3 separate regions of the Mus musculus genome follow, and all the other regions are linked to region 3. Evidence: chromatin contacts called from public HiChIP or PLAC-seq data. All regions are on one chromosome and are shown on one strand. Each heading gives the region's core, a stretch centred on a gene start, on an enhancer-like site or on the middle of the called end of the contact. The rest is flanking DNA. Distances are from core to core; before and after follow the strand shown. Region 1 has its middle 48 kb from the start of Gm40746. Region 2 overlaps 4930459C07Rik (RIKEN cDNA 4930459C07 gene). Region 3 has its middle 62 kb from the start of Gm33782.

What was found. HiChIP or PLAC-seq counts read pairs in DNA pulled down with a chosen protein or histone mark.
Region 1: a contact with region 3 is called in an H3K27ac HiChIP or PLAC-seq map of bone marrow-derived dendritic cells, with 6 times the contacts expected there. The contact joins two enhancer-like sites. A contact is called at or near these places in 1 of 15 datasets of contacts at CTCF or cohesin (large pre-B cells), 6 of 484 Hi-C or Micro-C datasets (CD4 T cells, Th17 cells, bone marrow-derived dendritic cells and 3 more) and 3 of 115 datasets of contacts at active chromatin or transcription factors (CD8 T cells, bone marrow-derived dendritic cells and memory CD8 T cells).
Region 2: a contact with region 3 is called in a CTCF HiChIP or PLAC-seq map of CD8 T cells, with 18 read pairs. The contact joins two enhancer-like sites. A contact is called at or near these places in 1 of 15 datasets of contacts at CTCF or cohesin (CD8 T cells), 7 of 484 Hi-C or Micro-C datasets (CD4 T cells, the HPC-5 cell line, bone marrow-derived macrophages and 4 more) and 8 of 115 datasets of contacts at active chromatin or transcription factors (CD8 T cells, the HPC-7 cell line, bone marrow-derived dendritic cells and 4 more).

What each region holds. Positions count from the first base shown.
Region 1 is chr10:96,131,054-96,135,296 of GRCm38.p6, reverse strand. No RefSeq gene overlaps it. Among named protein-coding and RNA genes, the nearest start is that of Gm40746, 48 kb to the left of the region's middle. Within about 2 kb of position 2,971, at least 52 of the 459 cell types and tissues checked have an H3K27ac peak or open chromatin away from gene starts, as enhancers often do. A contact at or near this core is called in CD8 T cells, Th17 cells, bone marrow-derived dendritic cells and 2 more, where this site is marked.
Region 2 is chr10:96,236,486-96,240,509 of GRCm38.p6, reverse strand. All of the region lies in intron 1 of 4930459C07Rik (RIKEN cDNA 4930459C07 gene), which reads right to left. The region is part of intron 2 of Gm40747 (a long non-coding RNA gene); the gene reads left to right. Among named protein-coding and RNA genes, the nearest start is that of 4930459C07Rik, 12 kb to the right of the region's middle. Within about 2 kb of position 2,024, at least 87 of the 459 cell types and tissues checked have an H3K27ac peak or open chromatin away from gene starts, as enhancers often do. A contact at or near this core is called in CD8 T cells, bone marrow-derived dendritic cells, bone marrow-derived macrophages and 2 more, where this site is marked.
Region 3 is chr10:96,368,543-96,372,820 of GRCm38.p6, reverse strand. No RefSeq gene overlaps it. Among named protein-coding and RNA genes, the nearest start is that of Gm33782, 62 kb to the right of the region's middle. Within about 2 kb of position 1,635, at least 119 of the 459 cell types and tissues checked have an H3K27ac peak or open chromatin away from gene starts, as enhancers often do. A contact at or near this core is called in CD8 T cells, Th17 cells, bone marrow-derived dendritic cells and 4 more, where this site is marked.

The DNA.
Region 1 (4,243 bases), core at 1,722-4,221, 240 kb after region 3:
CAAAAGAAAGAATGAAGAAAATATATGTGGCAGTATGTAAATTACTTGCGGTGTTTTATTTAGGGATGCTGGCCATGTAACTAATGTTATTATGGCTACACTGTTCCAAACATCACTGACTATTGTCACATCCTCATGAAGACAGACCCCATTTTTTCCATATGTGCTCCTGTACACACACACACACCCCAAAAGGTGATAATCATTAGGAAATGAAATGCTATGTGTTATTTGGGGGTTTTTGTTGTTGTTGTTGATTTGTTGTTGTTTGTTTGTTTGTTGTTTTGGTGGTGGTGGTGGTTTTTGAGGGGATCTCAGTTAATGCTTCTCCCTGTAATTTGCATCGACAAGAAACAGCCACAGTCAAATATTTGCACAGTCAGAGGCAAATACTTGAAGGACTCCAACATTGGCTTCTCTACAGACAAAATAGGAGATAACATTAAAAATACAGATAAGACCATAAAATAAAAATAAAAAACAGAAAAGCATCCGGATCAGCCTGGTTGGGTTCCTGGAAGCATGCTCAGAGTTTTCCCATGGTCCCATGAGGCTCTGTTTTGGGGTTAGCGGAAGAAGTGTCAGGTTTAAGAATCATCATCCCAAGCTGTGTTGAGCACAAACCACTAGCAGCTACTTCCTCAGCATCCCAGACTCAGCAGGTGGCAGGGGTGGGGAACTGAGAGCTGCCTTTCAAAAAGGTCCCGATGTGACCCAGTCTGCTGTCTAGACAGCACAGGGATTTCCGTAACCATTCTCAGCTCTGTGAGAGAAGGCTGGGAAGACAGCAATAGGTTACTTCATTTTAAACCTGAGTATTACTCCAAACAGGAAGAAACAGGAAACCAAGGGGTCAAAATTGTTGTCAAGAAATGCCACCATTTGATGAAACATCTTTTCAGGAGCCCATCAAGACTAGAGAGTCTGTGACCTCAGTGTCCTACTAATGCCTCATTCATACTGTCTATAGATGGCCTGTTGGCCACCAAGTATGCTATATAAATATAAAGGAAGTCACCTTCATCTCTAAGGGGGTCCAAGCATAGAGCTAGAGCCCTGAAAAGACCTGAGCCTTATTTTGGGGAAGCTCCAAGCCAGATCAGCTCTCTCTTCTGTCTCTTCATTGTTCTTTGAGCAGTATCGAACATGATCAGGACTCTTATTATTATAACGGGGCACATTTATTAAGTGTTTATTAAGGGCCTGCCATATGCTAGATTTCTACACAATCTTCCAACAACCTGTAAAACAGGAGCTACTGTATTCATGCCCATTTTTCAGATGAAAGAACTTGGGTTGAGGAACAGGCTTTGTGAGATGGGTCCAAACTCTTGACATTGCAACATGACTTTCTCATCTAGAAAGTTCATCCTTGAGAACTACATAACTATGTTATTTTTGAGAAAATTCTCATGTTTTAAGTAAATGCATAATTTTGTGCTGGGCCACATTAAGTTATCCTGGGATGCATGTGGCACATGGGTGAGTTAGAGATAGCTGCAGGGCCGAAGTCATAAAGCCAGAAACTAGCTGACTGGATTTCAAACAAAAGCATGAAGGCTCCTCATGCCAGCCTATGTGCAGACAACTCAGGCATCTGGGTAGAGTGATTCCCCAAATCTTTAAAATGAAACTGGCCCTGAAGACTCTTCCTAAGACAAGCAGTCATGAGTGTGAATCTTGCCACTTATCTTGAAAAGCATGATTCTCTCTGGTTGCTATCTACTTCAAAAAGACTTAAAAATATACAAATAAAAATATTTTTATTTATTAATTTGTTTATTTATTTATTTATTTATTTTTCCCATTTTTTATTAGGTATTTAGCTCATTTACATTTCCAATGCTATACCAAAAGTCCCCCATACCCACCCACCCCCTACCCACCCACTCCCCCTTTTTGGCCCTGGCGTTCCCCTGTACTGGGGCATATAAAGTTTGCCTGTCCAATGGGCCTCTCTTTCCAGTGATGGCCGACTAGGCCATCTTTTGATACATATGCAGCTAGAGTCAAGAGCTCCGGGGTACTGGTTAGTTGATAATGTTGTTCCTCCTATAGGGTTGCAGACCCCTTTAGCTCCTTGGCTACTTTCTCTAGCTCCTCCATTGGGAGCCCTGTGATCCATCCATTAGCTGACTGTGAGCATCCACTTCTGTGTTTGCTAGGCCCCGGCATAGTCTCACAAGAGACAGCTACATCTGGGTAAAAATATTTTTGTTCCATCAACCTTATGCATATTTTTTTTACATTCCTAGACTGGCAAGATTTCTCTTTGTCTATAGATCTGCCCTCTTGGAAAGTCTTCCTCCCTCCTGTGACATGGAAGGATCTTGGTCTTTTTTTTTTTCTTAGTTGGAAGCAAAGAAAGCAAAGTACTGAAGAAACAGCTTGCATCACCAAACACCTAAAGATACATCATGAATTTATACCTTTAATATATCTTACAGCCTGCAAGACAGAAACTGGGTAAGCCTTCCCATGCATAAGGAAGTGTGTCTGGGGATATTGGGTACTGCACTTAATGTCATGTATGCAGAGAGTTGATCCTTTTCCTTTCTCCCTAATTTGTCTGTCTTTCCCTCCTTTTGTTCTCTCAGAAAGCCCACCACTTCAGAAAGTCTAAAGAGATAGGGGCTTATGAGAGTCAGATAAAAAATATTTTGAAAGGGATAGTCATGCATTTCCTGGCTTTGGAGAGGTCTTGGTGGTGTGCTCTTAGATGTTGTGATATTAGTTAGGATCAACACCCTGCCATTGGGCATGGGGTCTCTGGAATCTTCACTCCTGGGTGTAGCTGGAGGAGAATGCGTTCTGTGTGTCTGTAACCAGAAAGGGTAGAATGCTAAAGCCGGTCTAATTAAGGCCAGTCTGCCTGTCCATGACTGTCTGTCAGACTTGAGTCTGGCCTGCCTAGTGCAGTGGAAACAAGTGGGTTTTTTTTTTTTTCCTCCTTTTTCCTCATGTTTTAACTGTGTGAGGTTACAGTGCCACCATGTGGATCCTCCGGTGTGAACCTGGATAATGAAGCTGGGGCTACAAAAGTGGTCACAGGCAACCTAAAAGACTTGGGAACAGGGACAGAAAGAGAAACCCGGTTTTTGAAAAGACACCGTGGTTCGTCAGGAAAAACAGAAGTCACGTCGGTCGGTCAAAAGATAATTTACATTCGTGAGCACCGCTTGGAGCCAAACAGACGCTAGTTGAAACTTACCAAACTGTCTTTACAGCCTCAGTTGCCTTGTCTGTGTAACGGGCACTGTAGTAGCTCCTCTAGGCTGCCGTTAGAATCAAAAGGCAGTGCACACAAAGTGCTCTCTGCCTGCCATGTCTGGTTGTTATGACTGAGCTAAGAAAGGAACTTCACAGCCTTATGCTGAACCGCAGTCCCGTGCTAGGACTCTCGACATTTTGCCCATGGTTTTACCTTGATTTAAGCCTTAACCATTTCACCTTCCCCTGCCTTTGACATGTGAGCTTTGCAGCAGTCAAATTTCAAATCATGTATTTCAAATCATGTTTCCATCATCTTGTAGCTTTGTAGCCTTGGGATATTTAAACCTTCTGAGCTGGGAAGCTGTGTGGTGATGCTGGCCCTTTGTTCCAGCATCCAGGGTATGGAAGCAAGAGGCTACCCTCTTGTTCAAGGATATTCTCTGCTAGATAGTTAGTTAGACTCCAGTATGGACTCACAAGACCCTGCCTGGGGAAAATAAAAATAGGGAACAACAAAATCCTGAGTCCTGGTTTCCTTGTCTGTAAAATGGGGTTAAGAACCTGTTACAGAGGGAACTAGAGCTCGGGCACTCGAAGCTTCGGATGCAGTAACTTCAATGGTCATCAGTCTGCGCCCATCACTGTTACGGTCATGACTACACTACAGGACAGCACAGCCTCACCTTGACCTCCAAGTAACAAAACCTTTAAGTTCACCTTAACATCAAAGAGCGATTGAGGAACTAGACAGGAAGCAACTTCTGTGGTCTATTTACCTACACACCTCAATGTTGAGGTTCTGTGGTTTTTATAAGGTTATCTTCTCAAGGCTAAAAGTGCAGCTATGAACAGTTTACACCTCAGTGTTTTCAGTATTAAAGTGTATTTCATAGTCAAGGTTAATAGTGCCATGTGTTAGTAGCACACACCTTTAATCCCAGTACTCAGGAGGCAGAGGCAGATGGATCTCTGAGTTTGAGACCAGCCTGGTCTACATATAGAGTTCCAGGACAGCCAGGGCTACCTAGAC
Region 2 (4,024 bases), core at 775-3,274, 130 kb after region 3:
AGTTTCTTATTACTTTTTATAAAATATCCTGTGATTCTGTGTGTGTGTGTGTGTGTGTGTGGTGAGTGAGCACAAGCATTCTCATTCCCAGGGAGGTGTATCTCAATGGAGGCCAGAGGAAGGCATCAAGCACCCTGTTTTGTTGTCCTCTGCCTTATTTACCAGGCTGGTGGCCAGCAAGCCCCAGTGACCCTCTTGTTTTCTGTCCTCCCAGACACTTGGGATTATAGGTGCACATGTGACTGCATCTACTATTTTATATGGATTCTAGGGTTTAAGTCCAGTTTTCATACTTTCACAGAAAGAGCTCTTCCTGACTGAGCCATCACCCTAGCCTTCATATCTGCCTGGTTCCTACAGAGTCATTCATTAGGATTGGTCCTGGACTCACTTCTAATACCAAGGTCTTCAGATGATCCACTCCTTTGCCAGACACTATGTCTCCATGTAACCAGTAGGAGCCTGTATGGAAATAAACACAGCCACCAATATGAGTCTTTCTGCCATGGTGAAATGAACCCTGAGTACTGAGCTACTTCTCCTTCAGCTTTGCCTCATCGTGAACAGACTGGAGGAGTTGAGACCTCCATTCTCTATCTTGTAAGCATAGTTTCAAGACAATGGCTTCCTCCAAAGGGGAGAGATGGGATGCTAGGACAGAGAAAGAAGGCATAGGGAAATGCAAAGTATTGATGCTATTCTGAACCTTGGGTTTGGGGTAGCTTCCTAGGAGAAGATTATTACTGCCTTTTGTAATGCATATGTATATATCTTATTTAGAATATATAACTTTGAATAAAATATAAATTAGAAATAATAAACAAAAACATTCTCAGTGCCAATTTTAAAAAAAATGCACAGGATCATTCAATTAATAATTTCTGTTCCCTTCACCTGGTCTCATTCTTACAATGACAGAAAAAGTACCTACCAAGCCCAAGCCAAGCCTCTCCCAGGGATTGCTGGGAATAAGTTCTGAGAGTTGGCAGATTTACTTAGAGCCCTTTCTTTGTGGTGGAAATGAACTGAAGCATCTTCCTTTAAGAGTTGGCCTTCCTTTTGTGAAAGCAAAGATGTGGGCAAATTTACAAAGAAGGCCATTTTCCTGCAGGTGCTTCCTACACACCGCAAAGGTCAAGAACGCAACTTAGTTCTTTTTCTAATATCCTAAGGGAACTAATGCAGTTCCTTGTACTTAGTAGGTGGACAACTAATTGCAAATCAATGTATGAATGAAGAAGTCTGGCCTCACAGTTTCCAGGAAAACTTGTAAATGTCACTCTTGAAATGGTAACATGATTCGCAACCTACTGAACGCTTCATAATGAACCACCCACAGACAGAGTTTAGTATGAATATCTCCTATGTTCCTCAAATCCTTTGTGACCTATGGACACAATTGTTAAATGTGAGTCATGATCTGGCCACGGCTCCCACACAATGGGTATTTTTAATGCTCCTGCATTTCCTGAAGTCAAGCTTTCAGGAAATGGTTTTTGCAATAATGACCTCACCCTCCCTGTATCCCCTTACCCCCACCACAGAATCCCAGAATAGCTGAACAGGTGTCCAAGTACCTAGAATTACCCAAGAAACTTCACAACCTACCTTCTGTTTTCTGTCAAAGTCACAAAGCTAACTTGTTCCTTAGAGCTCTAAAGGAATATGTCCATGAACCAGGCCTGCTCATATTTATGTGTTATTTATATCTAGATACAGTTTGTTCTTGATGCTGGCAGTATCTGCACAGAACTAAGCCAGTATAACAGTTAAAGTATAGGTTCCAGAATTCAACAGCCCATGGATCCAAATTACACAAGTGACATAAGTCTGTCACTGTGTATACGGCTTTAGGCAAATAATTTGGCCTTTCAGAGCCTCAACAGTCGCATCTGCAAAGTGGGAATATAGAAGCATTTCTTGGACTATGATGAAAAATCAGATAATAGAGCACATGTAAACCACTGGGCTCCTCTTCTGGCACACAGTAAGTGTGGAAGCTTGCCAGTTCTTACGGCTGTGTGGTTTCCCCATCTCTCAAGCCCTGTCATTCACTGGGACAATGTCAACCACATTGTGGTCACCGGGACTGCTTAGCATTCATGGGGGGGCAGGATGCCTTCAGAACCCTCAGCCCCAGTCCAGTCTGAGGAGCACTGTCTAACTACTCTTTTAGAATCAAAGCCCATAAGGAAGCCTACGTGTAAGAACTGAAGGAAGGTTATACTATCTGGGAACACTTCAGTTTCAAAGCAAGCAGAGACGTCCCCCCACATGAGTGGGAAGAGGGGCATTTGTAGTATGACCTAAGCCCCCTGGTAAAAGTCTTTATAGCATTAAACCATGTGGTAAAACTTAATTAGAAGGGATTATATTTTTCAGAGCTCTATTAACTTGGGAACCCAAAGGCAAAGAAGGTTATTAAATGGCCACCCGATTATGGGAAACAAAATCCTGCTAGTCAACCAGACCAGCTGACAAACTTCCCAAGGGCTTATCTGAGACCCTCCAAACAGCACAAGTAACTAACTACTAAGAGGCGAGATCTGACTCATCACAGTTGTCTTGGAAGTCAGACGGTAGTACCTTAGACATCAGGGCAGAGGTTGTGATTCATGCATCATGTCCTCAAGTCACCAACCATCAACTCAGTGGATGAGCACAAAGAAAGCTGTCCCAGAAGCCCCTAAGAATGACTTCACTACTCATTGTCACAGATCACAGAGTGCTATCCTCATGGCAAGGTTGAGAAACACGGCGGTAGTCATCATCTGGGCACTGGCAATCAGTGATCCACTAGTTGGCTCAGACTGAGGCAAAATTTTGGTGGGCATTTCATGAAAATAGACCCCTTGAGGTCTCCTGTTTCAGAAGATTGAGGATCAACAACAAAAGAACATCAATCCATACCTAAATGGCATTTCACAGCCCTCAAAATAATAAGCTGTCTACGTAGACTGCTGAGAGATGCTTCCAGCAGTTAACACTCACTGGCTGTCCCAGGAAGAGAACAATTCCTAAGGTCTCTCTATGAAGGGCAGCACTTTACATAAGAAATGGCCAGTGTATAATCTTACTTAGCTTTATTCTTCCTGGACCCAGTATCGGGAGCTACCTTTTGCCCTTACTTGGGGGAAATAAGAAATAAGGCAATTAATACTTCCATGAATAAACAAGGAGGATTAGTGCAAAGCACAAGTACCTCTCCAGTTTTCATGAGGATAACCTACTCTACATGACCACAAGCAGGGCGTATTAGACATCTGAGCATCATTTTCCTTACCCGCAAATCTTTTCTCGAAGAAATGTTTTGTGGGTTTCTTTGAATGGTTCCACTCTGACTCATTGTTCATTATTCCAAAACCAAGTTGGTCAAGACTTAGCAAGCTTGCTGCAAAGTACCCAATGTGGGTCACAATCTTGAATTTTTTAAGGGGAAAGGAAAACATGGGTGTGTAGTCAGTGCTGATTCTGTCTGTGGGCCATATCTGGTCATCTTCCAGGAGGAAAAAAAAAAAAAAAAAAAGCACTTGGAGACACAGAGAACACGTGGAGGCTGCCCTTTACATTAGAAGCCCCAAAGTCCCGACTTGTGATGTCTGAACATTGAAAGAGGCCTCAGAACCCTGCCTGATATAGCTGTCTCTTGTGAGACTATAACGGGGCCTAGCAAACACAGAAGTGGATGCTCACAGTCAACTATTGGAGGGATCACAGGGCCCCCAATGGAGGAGCTAGAGAAAGTACCCAAGGAACTAAAGGGATCTGCAACCCTATAGGTGGAACAACATTATGAACTAACCAGTACCCCGGAGCTCTTGACTCTAGCTGCATATGTATCAAAAGATGGCCTAGTCGGCCATCACTGGAAAGAGAGGCCCATTGGACTTGCAAACTTTATATGCCCCAGTACAGAGGAACGTCAGGGCCAAAAAGTGGGAGTGGGTGGATAGGGGAGTGGGGGGAGGGTATGGGGGACTTTGGGGATGGCATTGGAAATGTAAATGAGGAAAATGCCTAATTA
Region 3 (4,278 bases), core at 386-2,885:
AGCCAAGTGTTACATCAAGTGTCTACCATAAAGTCAACACTCCATAAATTTAAACCCTCTCCCCTTGAGTCCATTTTTCCTTTGCCCTTATTAGGAGTTAATGGTATGTTCTCTTCCTGACGCCCTTTCCTTGAAAAAATACCATGTCAGATGCAACATTCTTGGGAGTTTTTCCTCTATCCCCATAGTCCACTGTAGGCTGGAAACATCTCAAGCCTGCGCTACCAAATACAATAGCTTAATAACTTGTGTCTATTGCAAAAGAGCAATGTTACCTTTCACGAGCGCACGTCTGGCTGACAGCTGCTGCAACTTGGTGCTACCTAGCATCCTGAGAGAGAGCATTGTGCCACATAATGGTAGACTGCGGACAGACCAGAATGCAAGGTATAGCTTCCTTGTATAGTTTTTTATATCATCATTACACTAAAATTAAAAACGTGGATTGATCCACAGAATATCCGAGACCATCTGTCTCCAAGAAGGATTTTGCAGAAATTGAGAGAGGGGAACTTTCTCGTGGTGTCTTATTGTAGCAAATTTTGTGCATGAGCTGTTTAAACTCAATAGAAATGTGCAGCTAAAAATTATTGTTGGGGGATGGCTATGTAGCTCTATGGAAAGAGTATATCGTCAGCATATATGAAGCACTCAGCATCCCCCACATCCCAAAATGTCCTTCTTTCTCATCTTAAAACAATACACTTCTCTCGGGATAAATTCAGCTGCTTTACTCCGTCATCCCCGTTTCCTTATTGGTATTTTTAAAAATATTTTTTATTACATATTTTCCTCAATTACATTTCCAATGCTATCCCAAAAGTCCCCCATACCCTTCCCCCCACTCCCCTATCCACCCATTCCCATTTTTTTGGCCCTGGCGTTCCCCTGTACTGGGGCATATAAAGTTTGCGTGTCCAATGGGCCTCTCTTTCCAGTGATGGCCGACTAGGCCATCTTTTGATACATATGCAGCTAGAGTCAAGAGCTTGGGTTTGATGACGTACATGTACATTGTTCTCAGGAAAACCCAGTGAATTTTTTTAAGATCTCAAATCCAATCTGCATTGTCAGCTGGCCGCGGTGATACACACCTGTGATGCCAGCACTTGGGAGGAGAAGGCAGAATAGTGAGTTCTTTAGGAGTAAACTGCTTATTGCAGCGGAGTGTCTCTCTGCAGACACGGAGCCAGGAACTGTGATCAAATGATACGCGCGACTTGAGGCGAGGCGACAGCGAGCTCTGGAAGAGCCAAATAGTCTTTCTTGCACGTTATCTCTCTTAAGGCCTCCAGTGAGTTTCTACAAAAGGAAAACATCGAGCTTTGGAGTGAAGCGAGGAAGGGCCCGGGATTAGAGGGGATTTCACACATTGTCAAGCCCTGTGGATCACCACATGTGCGTGTGGATCCGAAAGAGTCTGGGAGACTCGTGGATAAAAGGAAAAGAGCTTGTCTAGAAAGGGTTGCTGCTGGATAGACAAGGCTGATTAAACAACAGCAGCGGCGGCGGCGCGCATCACCCAGTCTCTGAAGAGCAGCAGGTGCTGGCTGACAGACAGACACCTTTCCCGCACATGCTCAAGTGAGAAGTGGAAAGAGCTCTGGGCAGGACTATTTTGGGTTCCCAGTGACCTGTGTTGCTATGACATCTGAGATTCGTGGTTAGACCGGATGCCGGATGTCGCCCAGCAGCTGATCGAGAAACCTCTGAAAGTTCACTTCTCTTCTCGGAAATCATCTGTGCATCACAGCTGAGGGAAAAGTGGTTGGGCTGCTCTGTTTTGGGGGGTTTCCCCGCCCCCAGCCCAAGTGAACTGAAGGAATTGAGGGCCTTGGTCTTATAAGCAGCCTTTAAAGTCACAGTGTTTAAATTCTGTGTGGTTTCTCTTAGTGTTCCTATAGGCGCTGCTAATTTACACGTCACCCAGCAGTTTATGTTGATCCTGTCAGCTGCTTATTAACCACCGGAGTGGCACACACTTGGTGAAGTACAAAATGTCAAAGTGAAATGAACTGGTGAAAAGCTTACCCCAAACAGAGCCGGGTGCTGGATGTCTGAGACACTGGCAGTCTGGCAGCTAAACTCGCCGGAGAACTAAGTACCGGGGGCTACAGCAGAGAGTGAATGGCTAGTCCTATTCTTTAGTCAGGAGTGCCTAGTGACTGCCTCTGACACTTTGTGATCCTGGGAAACTTTGCTTAGGTTTCTTGTGCCTAAATTTTCTTCTTCGATAATATATGGTCAATAATATAGTATATTATTCCAGCATGCCGTCCTTACTGACAAGTATCTGTCAATGGTTTGTTTGGGTTTTTTTTATGATTATTGCTGTTAGGGGTGGAGGGAGATGAGTACGTAAGGATCTAGGGAATTATTATCAAAGATCAAACTTGAGAAAAGATATCAGGGAACTTGGTAGTTAGTGCACCTAGAGTCAGGACTTCATAGTTATAAGGAAGGTGCTGGGACATAAGGAGTCGCCAGGACAGAAGAGCCATTAAGGAAGGACATCGTTGTTGTAGGCTGGAGTGCTGGTGTTTTCAGAGAGGTACCCCATTTATTTGTAAGAAAAAAAATATGAGATTTGTCGCTAAGCAACGTGCTTACTAGGTCATACCAAGGTGTTAGTGGGCTTGGCTTCTTTACTGGATTCTCGGAGGGAGAAGTTGCTTCCAGGTTCATGCGACTCACGAACCTGGTCCAAAGTCAGTTCCTGATAGCTATGTAACTGAGGCTCCTGATGCCTTGCATGCCATAAGTTAAGAGCCTTTCCCAGCTGAAATCTGCTTTGGTTCACCCCAACATCAAGTGTGTTGGGTTCCTTTTTTAATATGCCTCTCTGACTGTCCCAGAGCAAAAAGCTTCATTGCTGGGACTCCATTCAGAGTCGTGTGGAGGCCCAAGTTAACCTCAGGTGTCATGGAGACAGGGTTTCTCCTTGGCCTGAAATTCATGAATAAGGCTAGTCATGGAATCTCAGGGATTTGTCTGTCTCTGCCTCTCCAGTCCCAGGTTTATAAGCATGATCCTCCATTCCCCAACCCTTAATGCAGCTTCTAGAATATCCTTGTGTTTTCATGGCAACAACTGAGCTACCTCCCAGTCCCTGTCCTTTGCTTTAAAGGCCTCATATGATTGTGTCTCATCCGCCAGCACATTCACAACATTATATCTTAAAGTTCATAACCCTAATTATACCTGCAATGTCTCTTGCCAGCTCACATCTTCACAGGCTCCAGGGATTAGGATCTGGGGTCTTTGTGAAACATTCACAGGACTTGCCATAGTCACCCTGTGACTGACAGTCATTACCAAAAGAAGAGCGAGCTGGGTGCTGCAAGAAGAAAGCAACACCTCTCTCCTAAATCTTCACACTTTGCAACAAGAACTGACATCCAGAGCCAAGTAGAGTTTTGACTGACATGTACTGGAGTAGCGAGGTTCAAGACCGGCAAGTTTAAAAATATGATCAGATAAAAGAGAAAAATAAATACGGCTTCAATCTCCCCAAGTCAGTAAGTATGGAAACCTGAGTCTCCATCTAATTATTGACCATCCAGGTAGCCACACCACCAAAGTAAGGTTCCATAAAAGCCCATACTCTGTATTTAATGAGTATATTTGCGGTGTACAAGGTATTTGGGAACTTGTGAATTCTCAGATCCATTGCTAGATAGCTTGAACATGAAGATGGTAGTATTGGGAGGAGGGGCCTATGGGAGGTAAATAGGTTATGAGGTCCCTCTTTATGTAAGGCTGAGAGCTTGACTAAAAGGACTCACTACTCTCCTCCTTCTCTGTGGAGATGTAGGTTTCTTGCAACTAGCAGATACAGCCTGGGAAGTGAGAAGTAGACCTCATAAAAATAACTGAATCTATCAGAGTTCTCAGGCTAGAGAGATGTCTGAGCAGTTAAGAGAAAGTACTGCTCTTACAGGGGATCCAAGTTTGGTTCCCAGTACCCATGTTGGACAGATGATTAACTCTTGGGACTCTATCCCCAAGGAATTTGACAACCCCTTCTGGCCAGTTGAGGCACTGCACACACACACACACACACACACACACACACACACGCACACACACACACAAAGTTGAAAATACAAAACAAGATATTAGACTTTGCAACTTCTAGAACTGTGAGAACTAAATGTTTACTCTTTATAAATTATTCAGGCTCTGGTATTTTGTTTTATTTTGTACAGAACAATAAAGTCTCCACCTCCAGGTGTACTAACTCAGAAGGTCCATAAATCAACTTCTCTATAATGGCTG